Regions from separate parts of the Zea mays genome. Here all the other regions are linked to region 3. The links are chromatin contacts, called in public Hi-C maps. All regions are on one chromosome and are shown on one strand. Each heading gives the region's core, a stretch centred on a gene start, on an enhancer-like site or on the middle of the called end of the contact. The rest is flanking DNA. Distances are from core to core; before and after follow the strand shown.

Evidence for each region. A called contact is a pair of places that touch in the nucleus more often than the background predicts.
Region 1: a contact with region 3 is called in a Hi-C map of ear, with 2.4 times the contacts expected there. The contact joins the promoter of LOC100126364 here to the promoter of LOC100281998 in region 3. A contact is called at or near these places in 9 of 25 Hi-C or Micro-C datasets (bundle sheath, ear, leaf and 4 more).
Region 2: a Hi-C map of tassel shows a contact between it and region 3, with 2.1 times the contacts expected there. The contact joins the promoter of LOC100282135 here to the promoter of LOC100281998 in region 3. A contact is called at or near these places in 2 of 25 Hi-C or Micro-C datasets (ear and tassel).
Region 4: a Hi-C map of ear shows a contact between it and region 3, with 2.8 times the contacts expected there. The contact joins the promoter of LOC100381835 here to the promoter of LOC100281998 in region 3. A contact is called at or near these places in 4 of 25 Hi-C or Micro-C datasets (bundle sheath, ear, endosperm and 1 more).

The regions. Positions count from the first base shown.
Region 1 is chr2:43,007,411-43,011,753 of Zm-B73-REFERENCE-NAM-5.0, forward strand. LOC100126364 (zein protein-body ER membrane protein) reads right to left here and starts at 1,839. Exons shown (of 1, transcript NM_001112594.2): 1 at 336-1,839. The coding sequence starts at 1,537. The coding sequence ends at 629.
Region 2 is chr2:43,564,302-43,569,176 of Zm-B73-REFERENCE-NAM-5.0, forward strand. It overlaps LOC100282135 (plastid-specific 30S ribosomal protein 3), which reads right to left and starts at 3,208. Exons shown (of 2, transcript NR_178001.1): 1 at 2,876-3,208; 2 at 1,512-2,047. It overlaps LOC103646361 (P-type R2R3 Myb protein), which reads right to left. Exons shown (of 3, transcript XM_023301609.1): 3 at 3,865-4,875. The coding sequence ends at 4,217. It overlaps TRNAW-CCA (transfer RNA tryptophan (anticodon CCA)), which reads left to right and starts at 785; the gene lies at 785-856.
Region 3 is chr2:43,274,619-43,279,134 of Zm-B73-REFERENCE-NAM-5.0, forward strand. It overlaps LOC100281998 (protease inhibitor/seed storage/LTP family protein), which reads right to left and starts at 1,552. Exons shown (of 2, transcript NM_001165449.1): 1 at 1,164-1,552; 2 at 610-1,049. The coding sequence starts at 1,536. The coding sequence ends at 775. It overlaps LOC100382921, which reads left to right. Exons shown (of 5, transcript NM_001361689.1): 4 at 1-19; 5 at 105-590. The coding sequence ends at 514.
Region 4 is chr2:42,783,904-42,788,247 of Zm-B73-REFERENCE-NAM-5.0, forward strand. It overlaps LOC100381835, which reads right to left and starts at 1,671. Exons shown (of 4, transcript NM_001174627.1): 1 at 1,507-1,671; 2 at 1-7.

The DNA of each region.
Region 1 (4,343 bases), core at 589-3,088, 270 kb before region 3:
AAAAGTAGTAACGATCTGTATGATCACTGAATTTCTGCTCAGATAATGTGGACTATATGATACACGAGCCATCGACTCTGAGGTGCTTGAAGATTGAGCACTAGATAGGAGAAATTGGAGTGTGGCCAACATTCAAATAGGATAAAAAAAGATAGATAATGCACATTTTGTAAGTTACTTTCAGCATATTAAAACCACATTGAAACAAATCGATCGCATTCCTACGGTTCATCATGCTTTGCACGAACACGGTATGACGGATATCAGACACCCCTAGTGCTGAAATCCAGCTTGTAATGTCAAAATATGTATCACACACAAGGTCACAGATAGATAGCAATGAACATTTGCAGATAAATAGCAATGAACATTTGCAAGGTAGAGCGATCAAGTACAGATGTTGTTCTTATTAGATAAGTACACAGGTAGTTTAAAAGAAGATGGTATATTTACAGGTGGATTTCAGATATTTCCCCTGAAGAGCTTTGCATGGTCAAGGAACATCCGAGTTTTCGTAACTTGGCATTCTCTGTTTGGTTACTAAGAGCTGATCAGAGGACGATGAACTCAAAGCAAACAACAGGGCCTTCCTCAGTGGTTCCATTCAACTCCAATAACCAAGAGCTAGCTACTTCTTATCTCTGTCATCCTCGCTTGTCTCCGACAAGGCTCGATCAGTTATGGCCTCTGGCTCCCAGCCTTGCATTCCAGACTTCATGATCACCCACTGAAGTGACTCGATCACCTGCCGGTCATACATCTGCTTCTGCTGCATCATCTCCTGGAATTGCCGCGCCTCCCTCTCCACCAGCGCCTTCTCGCTACGCAGGCACGCAATCTTGGACATGGCCTCGTCGGCTGCAGACGCTGCGGCATGCCTCTCCTTCTCCAGCTCCTCGAGCGCAACCTCCTTCAGCAGCATCTCCTCCTTGAGCCTCCTCCTCAGGTACTGCACACTGCCGTCATCTGGATCGCTGGTCTCTCCAGCATTGTCCTCTTCCTCCCCGTCAGCCTCCTGGTCGAACTCAGCAGCCAGCGACCTCGAGACCGGCTTGCTCGAGTCGACCGAGCGGGTGCGCTCCACGCCACGGCAGCCTCTCTTGAGGGCCCGAATCTTCGACCCGCACACGGCGCAGACGACTCCCCCGACGTGCAACGCCCGCACCGCGGAGTCCGTGCTGCCGACGCGCCCCTCCACGGCGGCGCAGCGCCTGGCGAGGCGCCAGACGCTGACGGCCAGGAAAAGAAGCGACGTTGCGAGGAGCAGGCGCTGGGCGCCGACCGATCCGGCCAGTTGGGCAGCCCACCGCGCGGCGGAGGGCCACTCTCTGCTTACCTCGGTCCACCGCGCCGCGGAGGCCCACTCTCCGCTGACCTCCGCCAACCCAGATGCGTGGAGCACCGCCACGACGCCGAGCCCGGAGCCGATAAGGAAGTACAGGGCGCCGGCGCCGGCGCTGGGTACGTAGGTAGGGGAGACGCCGTTGAGCGGCTTCAAGCAAGCGGCACCGGAAACGCCGTCATTATTGCCGCCCATTGTGACCAAGTTAGGGCAAAAACAGAACGAACACTCCGGAATTTGAACTGAAATAAATAAACGCAGGAAAGGATGCGAGCTTTGGGGGGCTCGTGCGGCGGTTCCGGTCGAATCGGTTGGAGGAGCTGGAAGAAATCTGGGGCCGTGTTGGTTCGTAGGACGGTGCCGGGAGCTGCAGCGGCGCGCAGCGGCACAGGAGTGGGCGAGCGGAAGCACCGCGAACGGCGTGGAGATATTGGAGGCGAAGCGCTTGGGAACAGGGAAGGCTTTGCTTTGGTAATCACTGGAATAGCTTGCCGTAGCGTAGGGTTCTGTTCTGTTGGAGCCTTTTGGTTTTGGAGATTTCTGTGGATAAGTTGTGGGCGGTGTCGCTGGCCTGTGGGCCTGATATTTCCCGTGGCCCGCGGGGCCCGAAACGTCGGCTCCGGAGAAAAGGATCGGACGACGTGGGTAGTCCGTAGTCGACAAGTCGTATCGTCCTCTCGATGCAAAGGAGTCTCATACTTGTGGTACTGCATGACAGATGGGACCACAATGGAGTATGGCCCTGTATGGGCCCAGTTGTATATGACGTGGAGCCCATGCCATAGCTACACAGATGGAGTACTTATCTATGGAATACGTGGGCATGCAGAAAGGCACGAGAAGATCCAAACGGCCGACGAAGTTTCTTCAGGGAAAAAAAAAACTTTATGGGTTTCCTTCACTTCTGGTCACTTGATATCGTATGGCTTGTGATCATTTGCGAAGGGACAAAGGCTCCGTTTCCGTGTAAAATATTTTTAAAATAATAAAGAAATACTGTGGTCTGGTATAATAATCGTTTTTTTTCAAAAGTTGTGACGTGTTTGTGTTTACAGATACAATAAATTTGGTAGCTTCTGAAGCCATGGTTTGTACTGTACCTTTTTTAGTTTTAGAAACTTCACTCATAAGTCCTTTTTTTAAAACCACAGTTTTGTTACAAGTTTGCTTATAAACTGCAGTTTTTGTGATATCACATCTTATAAAACCATGTCCATCAAATATATAGCCAAACTGACAATTAATCTAGCGTACACGGAGGTCTTCTGACGGCTTGGACTAGCAGGTGAAAGTCCCTGGAACTTACAACGTGAAATTCGACACAAGTTCTGCATTTTCGAAGGTAGCTTTTTCATGCTGTTTATGCGAGTTCTACGAATGCCACAAGCAAGTTTCCTTCCTTTGTACGGTGTCTTTTCTAAATTCTAAGGGGACTGCGGCAGCAATAACCAAAAAAAAGGCCATCTGAACTTTTTATTGCAAATGACATGAGTAACCTACATCAAAGCAAGGAAGCCCTATTGAATTTACAAAAGGGGTGAGAACTGAGAAGGCAGCGGGAAAAAGGGGAGACGCATGCACTAAAAAAACAGCTATTACAGAATACCAGTAAGAGCAACACATCAAATAAGAAATGAAATAATCCACGCCAAGAGCTTAAGTAGATTTTTCTTCATAGGGTAGTTGTTTTTTTTTCACAGTTCAAAGTACTTTACATAGGTTTTAAGATAGTTCACCATCCTGGAGATAAGGCTTGAGATAATCTTTTTAAGAAAACACCTAAAAATAAAGCTGCACGAAACCTACTTCTAAATGTGAACGTAAAGCCCACAGAGACTAAAAATCTCGACTTCTCGAGCCATTCTCCAGGCTTTTTGTCAGCCCATGAACTCTCACTTCTTTGGGGGGCCCAAGGAGTATATATATAGGATTCCACATTCCCTTGTGTGAGCAAATGTCTTCATTGGCCCAATAAAACATATGTGTTTCATGTGTCAAACATAAACACCTATAGAAATTCCACACCGATTGCACTTATGCAGAATTATATAAAAAATTATTATCAAGGTTTAAAAATACTCCATTGCATATGGTCATGGTTTGCATCGCACGACTTTAGTGATAGAATTAGATACGACTAGAATCATCAAATGTATCATGATTTGTTAGTTCATAACAAGAGTCAACAACAGCGATGGATTAACGTTAGTGCTACTCCAGTCGTACACATATGTCATACACGAACCATTTCTCCTGTAGGTAAATGCACTACTGCAAAAATGGTTGTAATCATGTCTACAGCTACGGGTGTTTAGTTTCTAGGAACTAATTTTTATTTCCTATGTTTTATTCTATTTTAATTCCTAAATTGCTAAATACGGAAACTAATATTTTGTTTTATTTGTTGTATTTAATAATTTAAGGACTAAATACAATGAAATATAGTGGCTAAAATTATTCCCTAAAAACTAAACATCTCCCTTACTTGACTTTAACTTCGATCCCAACAACCGTCTCTTCAACCAGTTACGCACACTAGGGTGTATTTGGTTGGACATACAATGATGGAAGGGAGTGACCATATTTTTATAGTGTTTGGATGAAAGTTACGCAGGAATGAGATAAACATCGGAGCATTTTTTGTGGCAACATCTATACTATACTTAAAGCACCAGTTTCAACGGTCGTCTCGCGCCATCTTATTACAAATAACCCCTCACAGCTATTTCAAATTAATCGTTGCACACCTATAGATGGCCAAACGACGGCCCGGCACGGGCCAGACGCCCGTGGGCCACAACTCTGGCCCAGGCACGTCATGCCGGTCTTCTGACTGTGCCGAGCCAGGCCGTTAGCCCGTCGGTTCATTTGATTAAAACATTATTTTTACAAATAACCCCTCACATCTATTTCAAATTAATCGTTGCACACCTATAGATGGCCAAACGACGGCCCGGCATGGACCAGACGCCCGTGGACCACAACTCTGGCCTAGGCACGT
Region 2 (4,875 bases), core at 1,958-4,457, 290 kb after region 3:
CTCCCACGCCGCCGACAACTCATCCCCTCACTACCAGGGATCATAGCGTTAACATGGGCTATACACTAATATATAATAATCACAAATAAATCTATGTGTATATAAATAACAAATACAAATATACATTTGATTGTACTTAAAAGAATGATGTCTCGTTGACCGCGACTGGACGCAACACGGCGCGGGTGAGACGGAACATGGAGATGGAGCACCCAAGCTGTTTTATGTAACTCTGATTCAATCGATAATAAGGCTTAAGAGGAGACCCCTACATAAAGTGATACACAGACACTGCACTCATCTTCAACCTCGGGAAACCACTTGTAACCTGAGAAGATATTGAACAATTCCACAACTAGAGACCACGGGACGTAGGTATTACGCTTACGAGCGGCCCAAACCTACATAATTTCCTGTGTTCCCGACGTGCACCGCACGTACCATCGAGCCACGATTGACGTTGTTGTCCTCCCAAAAATGCTACGTGGTACTCCCCATAACGTGTTGTCTGTACTTGAGCAACAATCGCTATAAAATTAGAGTAATCACGTATGTTCATCCAGCGTGATGACTCAATATGTGGAATCAATTAAAGAACAGGTTAATAAGTGCATACTAAATAAGCCTTCGGTTGGATTATACATTATCTAAACAAGTTTTAGCTAACATTCGGTTGGATTATACAACTAGTTTAACACAGCGGAAAATCTGCATATGGTGATGGCCCGTTGGCCATGGTAGAAACAATTGTTAAATAGCAGTATTTCGAACTCTTGTCACCGTAGGATCCGTGGCGCAATGGTAGCGCGTCTGACTCCAGATCAGAAGGTTGCGTGTTCGATTCACGTCGGGTTCAATACCCCGGTCTAACTCGGATACCTTTTTTTTTTTCCTCCGCTATCCCTCCAGTGTTTGGGCCGCACCCGCGCGAACCTCCTGGGCCCAGATCCCCGTAAATTCACGTGTACATGTGCACTTGTTAATATGTGATTGATATGATTTTACCATTGTTGCCATAACCTCATGACTAATTTCTCGCATAAGATGAGAATCTGCAAGCTTCTCGTGAGAGAACAAGAGCTCATCATATTCTTTTTGCAATACACCATTTCTGCTAGTGAGCCTTTCCACTTTATCCTGGAGCACATAATTCTTATACTTTTAATCAAGCAACACATGATAGAGTTAATACTATGAGTTTGCTCAAGTTTTCATACCTTCTAACCAAAGTAGCATGAGTACTTAAACTTATCATGCTTTTGGTCAACTTCTCCAAGCATTTAATCCTTTTGATTAGAAATTCTCTTGCTTGTGAAGATATTATTCTTGCCCTTCGATTTTCTCAATGAACTTGAGTACAGTCAACTTATCTTTTTTGCTTAGATGTGTAAAGTATTGATTAAACTCATCATCATCATCACCACTCTTGTTGTGGAAAAAGCTATGTTGATTTTTGTTACCGAATCAGACAGCTGGTTTTTCGTCTGCTGTTAGAAAACAAAAAAATTGACTTGTAACCATACCGAAATGGATTTTATTTGTGTTTCTTGATTTTCCCAACAAAAAACCGACTGATACACGTAATAACTAAGATAAATCACAAGATCATTTCCATGTAAAAAAACCATACGTGAGAACAGATTCGACTGATCTACATTATGTACCATAACTTCAAAATTAACAACAGAGAGGGCATGTAAGGAAACCAATTAACCAACAAAACACAAGCTTGCAAGGTTGAAGAAAGAACAGGGTGGGGAGGAACTCATGTCGAGAGGCTCCCGCCACCCTGCTGCCAGAGGTTGATGATATCGGTGGCCTGGTTGAGAAGGATGATCATCTGCTTCTGTGAGATCCACTCTTTCTCTTCCAACTTCGCTCTAAGCTCCTCCCACGCGTCTTTTCGCGGCCAAAAGTAGTATGGGCTTAACGGGATGCTTCCATAGCCAGGAACCAATTGGTCGAGAGCTATGCCGATGTTCTTCTCCATCCAGATGAACTTGAGCACCAGCATCGGGTCCTGCCTCTCAGGTACCACCACCTTATTCTGCAATACAAGATTCCGGTAATCTCAGTTTTCATTCTGATGATGAAAAAAAATATCTCCATCCTAGTAAAGCTTAAGTGTGCGGTTTTATTGTTTTAACACAGCTCACATCACAAAAATAAGCAGGAAAAATCAAATGTTAAAGCTAGCGTTTCCTCTTTTTTTTTTTTTTTTTTTGCTTTGTGATGGTGCTACAATTGGTCTTTCAGCACCAAAACCCACTTCTTAGTATTCTTTCTAAAGACCAATTTTGATAAAATCGTAGACTCATTTTAGTTCAATATTAACAACTAAGTTTCGACAATGAAAACAAAAAACAATTATTATATACCATTCAGGAACCGATTTACAGGCACTCTCATTACATTCACATACACAACATCTGAGCGCATCAGAATATATATAGCTCCTTTCCAACAGCTATATGGCACAACAGCAAGGTCAGGTAAAGGCTATTTTTCAACATGTATAAATCATTGCCAGTGGAAGCTCGAGGCTTAGCAAGAACAGGCCCGAAAGGCACCCAGCTAACCTGAATTGTCCCTTCTATTAGTTGTGACCAACAAATTCATGGTAAACATAAGCTAGCCAAAGGCAATTGGTGTCACACTGAATGTTGACCCAATTAATCAATTCTAGAGCAAAAATTGATGAATCAGGGCCCGATTCATTAGGATTGAGTTCTACTGAGCATATGGTGTACTTAGAGAGACCAGGGTGGCAAGGAAACATGATCATTTTAAATTTTAACAGCATAATTTCCAGTTGTACAGACATCGGCTGAGCCGGTTAAGTTGCTCGAATCCTATGGGTTCGAAAGTCCATTACCTCCGCCTCCTCCTAGTCGACCGCATCCACACCTGCACCTAGTTGTACCTCTTCTTCCTCTGCAGCGGCGGCAGCGGCAGCGGCGACGACGCTGCGGACAGAGCGAAGTGGCAGCCTCCTGCTCTTGAAACTGACGATGCGAGAGCAGGGCGAGGACGAGGTGGCGGCCAGAGAGGTGGAAGGCCTGGGCGGGGAGACGCGGGCGCGCGGCGACAGGGACGGCGTGCTCGTGGGGTGGACGGCCATTGGGAGCATGGTGTCGAGCCAACGTTCTTCCTCCGCGGATAAGAGGAACAACAAACTTGTGCCGGGAATCCTTGCCCTTTTCATCTTCCCGACTGAGCTGGGAAGAAACCGAGTGGGCTGGATAATATTTGGACCAGGCCTCTCATAGTGTCATGGGCTTGGCCTGTTTGAAGAGGAGGCGCAACATGTTGCAACAGCAACAGCTCCCATCGACGGCGCAAGTACTCTTATGCACTGTTTGCAGATACAAAGACCAATATACAGTGCGTAGTACGTACACTATCAGTAGTATAATGCCACGATATACAACCCTGAACAGTTGGATTCTAAGGTGCTGTTTGGTTTGTGTTTTTTAACATGATCTGATTGCAGCAGTATCTGATTATGTTACCTCGTGTTCGTTCAACAACGGCCCGTAATGAACAGCGGTGGTATCTTATACGAGCTGTGGAATGCAGATCCCCTTGCTCTCTCCCTCCTCTCCTGCGACTTGCGACTCCTTTCTTGTGAGACTATGACTGATTGTTGTCGTGTGTTGTTTTTCCATTTCATGTATGTGTTACATGTGGTACTGCCTAAACAGCATAAAGGGAATGAAAAACATTATCAAGTATATCCAAACAATTAGCGCTTTTCATTCCCATGGTAACAGATATCAGTGTATTTATTTACATTAACATTACCATTACAAGCGCTCAACTAAACGGCACCTAAGTTAATTATATGGGATCAGACGAGGAACGTAAAAAAAAAGATTTTTTTCCCATTTCGATTAGCTCCACCTCACTGCTGCAGTATACTACTGATGAAAATGGTTATCGAATTACATACAGAGCGAAGACGAGACGCTCTGATCACTGTTCTTCAGTCTACAAGAAGCTTTGGCAACTGATGAACGAGTAGTAGACTCTAAATTCGGTACAACCATTTTCTTCCTCGCATGTTTAATCAGGGTGCTGTCAGATTTAACACGAGAACGCGATTTAACCATCAACATTAGTAGTTCGATCTTATTGTTCCGAAATAGCTAGCTATTTACTGTGTCATTTGAACGGCCACATGCCGGCGGACATGCATGTGTCCAGGGCTCACGAGTCAGCAGAACTCCATCGCCGGAGAGTACGCCTCGGGCGCGGGCACAGGCACAGCGACTGACGTCGAGAACGAGGCCGACGACGAGTACGCCTCGGGCGCGGGCATCGCGATGACCGACGTCTGCTGCAGCGACGTCGATGACGAGTACGCCTCGACCGTGGGCATCGCCACCGGTGTCTGCAGCGGCGCCGATGACGGGTACGCTACGAGCGCGGGCATAGCCACCGACGTGTGCAGCGACGCCGAGGACGGGTACGCTGGCTCGGGAGCGGGCACTGCCACGGATGTCGTCGGCAACGACGACGAGTTCACCAGGTTCATTATGCTGTCCCAGTAGCTCTTCTCCTCCTCCGTCTCGTGCAGGCCGGCGTCCGCCTCGTCGTCCCTCGTCGTCGTCGCCGGCGCCGGCCTCAGATCATGCTGGCTCAAGGAGCCGTCGAGAAGCAGGCCCGTGAACCCCGCCGCGGCGAAGCCTGCGTCGGCGACATCGACGACGTGATCGCCCCACTGCTGCTGCTCGTGCTCCTTGCACGCCTCCTCGTACGCCTGCATGGGCTGCATGGCGGCGCGCGCGGCCGCGGCCGCCGCCGCCGCGGCGCCGTGCGCCTCCTGCAGGACCGAGGCGAGCGCGGCGCTCTCGGAGAAGCTCAACGTGGACG
Region 3 (4,516 bases), core at 302-2,801:
CAGATGTTCCTCACAAACAGTATGATCTCTTTGGAAAACACTAAAAAAACTCGCTGTTCATGGATAGGAGGTTGCCTAACAGCATTTCGCTGTCATCTCTCCAGCTTTCTTGATACCTTACATGGCGATCCGACTGAACGGTCCGGAAGCGGACCGGTCTCCGCCACGAAGATCACAGCTGGGTTCAGTCATGGTCAACGGCGCGCCGGCTGTGGGCGCGGTCGGCGGCCTCGTCTGCGTTCTCTCGATCGTTTGGGCGTTCTCTGGCCGCGGAGATTCTGGTTTCGGAGGCATTGCGGAACGGTGGCAGTATCTGCAGAGCTACCTGTTCTCGGAGCGGCTTGCTTACGCGTTTCTCTGGGATATGTTTCTGTACTCCGTATTCCAGCCGTGGCTGATCGGGGACAATCTTCGGAACGTGAAGGCGGATGCTGCTGGGCTTGTGAGTGTGGTGCGGTTCGTCCCCGTTGTGGGTTTAGTTGCCTACCTTCTTTGCTTAGAGGAAGAGGATTAGCTGTTAACTGTGTTTTTTTATATATTTTTTGTGATCATTTGGATCGTTGATCAGTGTGCAGTTGAGTGGATTATGTACTTGGTGGCAGTGAGTTTGCAACTGAAAACACAAATCTTGTAGCCGAACAAGAACAACCGGGATGGACATACAGTATTTTTTTTCCTGGGCGGCTAGTCTCTCTAGGAAACAAGCCCATCAGAAAAGCAACTAATTTTCTCTAAGACATAATTCTAACTGCCTGACGAATGCCGCTCAATTCTTCAGAAAGCTAGGACTGACACCAATGCCACGAAACCAAGAGTGACAGAGAAGCCGTGAGCTATCATCTTGGACCCCCGGCTGTATCGCGGCGGCGTCTGGCTGCTCACCGACGGTGACGGTATCATACGTGGTGTCGTCGGCGTTGGCGTCGCTGGCGTGGTGAGGGTCGCTGGAGCACTGGAGTTGGCGCTTGCGTGTGGAGTGACCGCCGCCGCGGGCGGCGGCGGCGGCGGTGGCAGCGGCGGTGATGGTCCATGGGGAAGAAGACCGGCAACTGCAAGAGGGCTCATCATCAAACACAACTTCAGTGAGTGCCAAATCCCTGGCACGAGAAGGGGAGGCGAAATATCCGTGCACGTAATGGAGATCGCGTGCGTACGAGTATTACCTGCGCAGGCGCCGGTGGCGGGCGGGAGGTCGAGGCGGCAGAGCCGAGGCATGGCCATCACGCGCGTCATGTTGACGGCGACGGGGGCCGTGCTGGGGTTGCTGAGAGCCTGGCAGAGGCACTGCGGCTCGTCGTGCACCATGCTGCCAAGGTTGGCGCAGCAGGTGTCCGCCGGCACGGTGGCGGTGCCCTCGATGAAGGGCAGGCAGGGGAGGAGGCGGAGGAGGTCAGTGCTGCAGGTGGACGACGTGCCGGCCTGGGGCGGCACCGCATGGACGGCAGCGACGGAAGCCAGCAGCAGCAGCAGCGCGACGTAGAACGCAGGAGCCGACGCCATTGCTTCTCTCGCTAGCTGATCTTTTCTGCTCTGCATGGAAACTGGAGACAACTGTTTTCTTGATTTGCTCTTCTGGCGATTGGTTGCAGTGGATTTATAGCATCGGAGCAACGGCGATGCACGGTAATGGTGTGTGTTCCTGAGCTGGGAGCCTGGGACTGGGACCTCGCATCGCATGCATGGCGGGCTGGCGGCTGCTTGGCAGATTTGCGTGACGCCCTGCATGGAAGGCGGGAGCGTTCCGTGTGAGCCGCTGCGGCGTTAGTAGGATTCGCTCGCAGTCGTAGGTGTAGCAGGCTTTGCCAACGGGCAATGAAGCACAGGGATGGTGTGCTTCAGACCCTTCAGTTCAGTGCTTGTACGTCGCCGTGTCGTGCTCCATGTGCGTGCCATGTGAACTGCTGTCTATATTACCGGCTTGTTGAAACTGATAAATCATAAATGCAGATCACTCTGGCTGAATTCACTAGTTCATTTTTTATCTTCTAATCGGCTTCTATTTCAAACTCTACTTTATATATTTTATATACAGTATAAGTATAGTTTGTCTATAATATTTTGTAGGCTCTATTAACCTCAACCTGTCAACCACAATCTGTAAGCAAAAAGTTTCATATAATAAACTAGGACATATTTGATACATACGTCTAATTACATTCAGAGCTAAAAACAGTCTAAATTAGTTATAGTTGGTGAGTTAGTTAACTAATAACTAGTTAAAAATTTATATAAAATTAGTCTACCTATTTACCCTTCTATCTGGATACACTAAAAGTAATTTTTAGCTAACTAGTAATTGGTCCTTTATCAAACAGACCCTGGATAACGAAATGAGCAAATATGCAAATAAATTTTAGCAATAAGTAAATGGTAACCAAACTTTGCAAGGTTAAGGGTATTTTTAATTGGGCTTTTGGAAGCTATTTTTACTTTCAAAAATCAAAAGCAAAAATATGATGACGAGCGGAAGCTACATTTTTTTAGAAGCAACTACTTTGAATAATCAGATCGTGCTTTTGGCTTTTGACTTTCTGTTTTTAAAATAGTGAAAATAGGGATCTGTAAATCTGTTTCACAGTCATTTTAAGAAAAATAGAGATAGGAGATAGTTTTATACTTCTTTAAATCAAATAGCTTATAATCTTTTTCACAACACATAACCTGCAATAGTTTTTTTTACAGTCCATTATTCATAACAGCTTTTTGATAAACCACAATCCAACCAAACACACGGGAATTTTGGCCCTCCGTAATGAATTACTCTCAAAACTCTAAGTTCCCTCCTTATTGTTTGGTTCCGAGCGTCAAAACGTATCTTCGACTTCTATCAACTATTGTATAAATTCATTTTACCTCCTTCAATTAGAAGCCGATTTTAAAAAATTAACTATTGAAACCATCCAATTCATTTTTCTGAGTGGTTTTGATAATGGTTTTGATATATGTGGTGTTGACTCAACCACTAGTGAGGTAAATCAAACTTTTTGCAATAGTTGAACAAGGTAATTATACTTTAAAAAATTTAGATTTTTACAATAAACTTAAAATATTTTAACAAATATGTTTTTTAAATACACAAATATATTATAGAAGAATATTTAGATATTATTTTAAAAATATTTCTACGAAATTTTTAGGAGCATTTTTAAATATGAAATTGGTTTCATATTTTTTGAGTTGGAACAATTCTTTTATGATTATCCTAATAATAAATCGAATTTTAGTATTTTGGAATACATATCAATCCTAGGATATTATCTTGATAACCTATTTTTTTTAAAAAAAACTTCTACAAACTTACAAAACATGTTTCATATTGTCTGAGTTGACACAAGATTCCTGGAATTTTCTAATACTAGATCACATTTTAGTATTCTAGATGCTTGCTTATTCCAAAATAAAATATTTAGATAGTTTTATAAAATTATGTCTATAAATATTTTGTAAAGTCTAGTTGACCTTATAAAATATCATGAAAGTTCGATTTATTTCTCTTGTAGCCAACTTGACGTCTTATAGGAGGGGTGATATGGTGTCTCTGAAAACTGGTCAGGGGTGAATTCTAAGGTTTCAATAGTTAAATTCCAAAACCCCCGTTTCAAAATAAAAAGATGTAAATCGAATTTATGCCATAAATAAAAGGGGTCAAATAGATTTATTGATCAGGAAATACGCCAACAACCTGGGTGGCTTTGGGCCGGGGTAGGCGGCCCACGCGACCGAAGAGAGGGGGAGAGGAGCTGGGCTGGGGTAAGGGAGGTGGCCCGCAAGCTGGGTGATGTTTTTTTTTCTTTTTCCTATTCCCTTATCAGTTTTAAATTTCAAATCTGATTCAAAATCCAATTTCAGAATTTAAATTCAAATTTACATTCATCAATAAAGAAAACATGCTCCAGCATGCATTGCATATTAAAATAAATTTTATAATCTTCAATCTATTTAATTTTGGAAAGTATATTAAATGCATAATCATAATCCATATAAATATCATTAGATTTGAATAACCCTTTGAGAACCTTTATCTAAAATAAGATTTTTGGGTGTTACATTTTCATGGAGTTTTTCATGAAAGGGGGAATGAAAGGGGGAGGAATCCTAATCACAATATGTTGTATGATTCGTTTTATCGTCTATATGTAATCTTTTATCAGATTCCTAGCTTTTAGGAAGACTATATGTGTGAGATATCTGTATTGTAATTACAATTGTTCAGAGAAACAAATAATAGTATTTTCTATCTTTTATATTTATGTGCTTTATTTTTATTTAGTTTATTGACCAGGATAGATAGACGAAAAGAAAAAAGTTAACCACTGGCAATAAAATTTGACGACGCTCCTCATTTCATCATGATCGCCAACTGATCAGCCACCAAAGTCAACACGGCACCGCTAGGAAACGCATAAACAAAGCTTTGCGCTGCACAGTACTAGTCCTCCGACACAAGAACCACAACTGTGGCTTTCTCTGCTTTTCCCCGAGAGGACGGTACTATTGCTAATTTGCTACTCCTGAA
Region 4 (4,344 bases), core at 421-2,920, 490 kb before region 3:
AATAGGCCTATAAAGAAAACTGCGATAGGTCAGAAAAAACATCTATTGTATTTCTCTGACAAGCCATGAGGGGCTAAAACTAAATGGACAAAATGTTAAAGGCAAAGAAAAGACCCAGCTTCCATTCAGTACTGAAATTATAACGCAAGCACAGTTCAACCATAACACTTCTATATCAAGTCAATGACGGTTACATGTCATTCTTGTTGGAATAAGTCACTATTGGTACCAGGACAGCTAACATATAAACCAGAACGTAACAGTAGCACCCTAAAAGTGAAGGAAGCATGGCTGCATGGGTGCATGACAGAGTGCGATGTTAACATATCTTTCCGTGCCATACATTATCATACTGTGAACAAAAATGTACAAAAGAAAATTCAACTGATGTCTCATCCAAAACCTACTAACATTCTAGACCATACATTTAGCATTGCATGCATGATGCTATGGAAAAATAAACCTAAAACGATATTTTTTTTCCTAAAGATACATTTAGAATCTTAATGTGAAACCAGCCGCTCTTATTGGTGATCTACAAGAACAAGTGTATCTTCAACAAACAGTGTGTTTGATGAAAGAAGGCCAAGTACATAAGCTGGTATAGACTTAGAAAAAATCTTACTGACTTTGCCAAGCACCGAGAGCATGGTTTTTCGACGTGTATTTAGCAAACTCTGGCTTTGAGAAAATGCCAACTAGGATTGCTGCATATAGGATATGCAAAGGGATCGAGATTTCCATTTGGGAGTTCAACTTGATGACATGATCGTCACAGGTACTAGCACTGTGTACTGCTAAGATAAAAGCTTCAACAACAGGTGATGCAGAAAAGTGTATAGATGTTTCTTCTCCAATTTATTTTATAGGGAAATTGGAAATGGAGCTACAAGCCTATTCGCTTGCACGCTTGCACTGCTTGCATAGCAGTTATTGCCTTTGGGGCTAGCTTCAACCCATACAAAGATTTTAATAATTTACCCACCTTGTCCTCTTATCCAGTTATTACAAATTCTATCGATATAGATTTTCCCGTCTAACTTTCGAAAAGCTGTATGAGAAGTATTGCTGTTTGCAAGACAGAAATTCAGACCACAGGGAATAAATTCGAGCAGCATAGCTACATAGGCAAGGCATTGGAAGCGTCGAAGCACAAATCTTATACTACACCTGCTACTGAACAGCAACAGAGGGAGATCCGCATGAACACACTCTCCCAGTTCATAAGCCCGAGACGAAATTAATCGAACAAGTTGTATATGGCACGACCGCACAAACAAAACCACATCCAGCAACCACTGCTTCGACATCACCAACGAGCGCGGAGCGAGACACCGCCTCGACGGCAGACGCTTATCAGCATCCCCGCGTCGAATCCGGAAACTCACCGGATCGAGTCGCACACGCACTAAGCCACGTGAACCCCGGCGGATTCAAACCCGCCCGGAAGGCACCTAAACGGCGAAGAGCAGGGACAAGACAAAGGTGGGAGCAGGTTGTAGTTACCTCCGCGCTGAGCCCGCAGAAACCAGAAGAAGCCACACTGCCACAGCACCGCTGTGGCGGGGCCGCGAGCCGCCGGTCGCCTCGAGCTCAACGGCGTCGATGCCTCCGTGCCGCGGCTCCCGAGCGCTGCTCCGGCCCGTAGGCCGTAAGGCACCCCCACGGTTGGGTTGGTGGCGGAACCCGGCTGTTCGGTATACCCGTGATCTGTCCCCACTCTCCAGCCAAACGGGATGCTAATCACATCCAACTAAGGTCTTGTTCGTTTGTTTAGTATTGATGGATCGACATGATTCCTAATTAGATTGTTTCTCTAATTTATATAAACTTTGATTAGTTGGAACGATTCTGGGTTAAATCCGACATAAACGAATAAGGCCTAAACATGAGGTGCCTGACGTGCTTGGAATTGGTTGTTTCTGTTTGGGAAGGAGAAATCCAAATTGAAGCCACGGGAAAAATACTAGGAATGAGGGAAAAATACTAGGAACCAGATAATTGTATTCATATAGTGAAAGTTAGGCTATGGACTGAAAATAACCTAACTTTCACTAAAAGAATACAACTGCATAGGGTGAAAAGTATGGTGCTGCTACATGAATACATGATACACTGTCAACAATATATAATGCTATACTTATATGTTTTAACTATTTAACTAGTGTGATGTTGTGTCTATAAGAATGGATTGAAACATTCGGACTACTCCAGCTGCAATCTATAGAGACAAAACACTATATATAAACAATAGAAGTCGTTTCGGATTAAAGTCAAGCGAACAATTTGATCATCTTTTTATGCCACGACCTAAGATATCTTGCCAAAGTAAGATTTCTTTTTCTCCTTCCTATTAAATACCTTGTCACATCGACAAAAAAATTATATGTCATCTTATTAATGAGTATGATACTACTCATTAGGAATATCATTATCATGCATATCATATAAGGAGGTTTGAAATAGAGACAAAACACATAAACAATAGAAGTCGTTTCGGATTAAAGCCAAACGAACAATTTGATCATCTTTTTATGCCACAACCTAAGATATCTTGCCAAAGTAAGTTTTCTTTTCTCCTTCCTATTAAATACCTTGTCACATCAACAAAAAAAATTATATGTCATCTTATTAATGAGTATGATACTACTCATTAGGAATATCATCTTAGGAATATCATTATCGTGCATATCATATAAGGAGGTTTGAAATAGAGACAAAACACTATATAAACAATAGAAGTCGTTTTGGATTAAAGCCAAGCGAACAATTTGATCATCTTTTTATGCCACAACCTAAGATATCTTGCCAAAGTAAGATTTCTTTTCTCCTTCCTATTAAATACCTTGTCACATCAACAAAAAAAATTATATGTCATCTTATTAATGAGTATGATACTACTCATTAGGAATATCATTATCGTGCATATCATATAAGGAGGTTTGAAACTATGATGAAATAGTCTCACACAATGCATAGTGTCATCTGGTCTCAAAGGCAAACGATTCAACCAGTCGACGTGGTCATTACCGATTGTGTTGGAATCAGGTTCGTTGGTACTGATTAGTCGGTATTAACCATCACATTGAAGCCCGTGAAATTACTGGCTAGGTGTGGTTTGTACCGATCGTCTGTTGCTAATATGACGTCTCGAGATTGGATGACACCATTTTATCGGATTAAATATTAAAAAAAATAAAAATTTGTAGAATCCACCCTATAAAATGGAATTTGTAGGTGGGGTGCTTGGGTTCATTCACACCCCACCCTCCTATTCACAAGCATTGCCCTCCATTTGTCGCCTTCCGCTGTTTGTTTCACTATGGATCCAAGGTGTGGTGCTAACTTTTCACATACTCGATCAACCTCTGTAACTTCCTAAGGTCCTTGCTGGTGCGGGACATGTCTTGTTCGACGATCTTTCTTTCATCCATCATCGACGAGAGAATGTTCCCTTTTGTCCCTGTCCTCTGACTCCGCAACCTCTATTTCCTTATTCATATCCTCCTCTATATCCACGTTGTGTCGATGCCCCTCCTCCCTTTCTGAAACTCCTATGACCGACGTTCCTCCTTCCACATAAACTCTTTCCATCAATACTCACACCATAGAATCATTCTAACTGTAGTTCAATAAGTAGTAACAAGAACATGTAAAAATTATCAGATCTCGTTGTTTGGGAAGGCTATATCAGACCTTGTCAACGTAAGGTATAAGGTATTGCAAGGATCCTAACGACTGCCTACAAAATTGGATGTTGTGGCCATTATTCATTGTATAAATGGTTCCCTTTTTACCAAATCAAATCCATTTTCAGTGTCTTTTCATGTAGAAGAGTCTGCTAGAAAGAATATTACGGTGATCTATGAGGATAATATTTTGCCTTTAGCCGTCTCATGCATATACTATCAAAGAACTTTAACAGGCACCATGCTTGCCTAACAAGAAGAGCTTAGTTGAGGAGGCTACGTCTAAAAAACATATATCACCTCTTAGGTAGCTTCGGTTCGGTAATTTTGTGTCCTAGGAAAGCCAATGGTTTTTCCTTCTTCCATGCTCATCTCCCCACCAAAAGCTTTTTATCATACAAGTGTCTAACGTGTGCGCTGTGGGTGGTGTTTTTTTAATCATATTAAAGTGTATAAACTAAACATTAGTAGAAATATTTCGACAAGCTAACCAAAACATATTGGGCTTCACAGGAAAGGTACATTCATTGATGAAATTAGGAGCTATCAATGATTCCGCAAACAAAACCTGCTACCTGCAAAACAGTTTACTCAACAGGCTAGAGATACACTACGGAAATCCTGCTATTTGCCGAGTGCTCCATGTAAACATAAT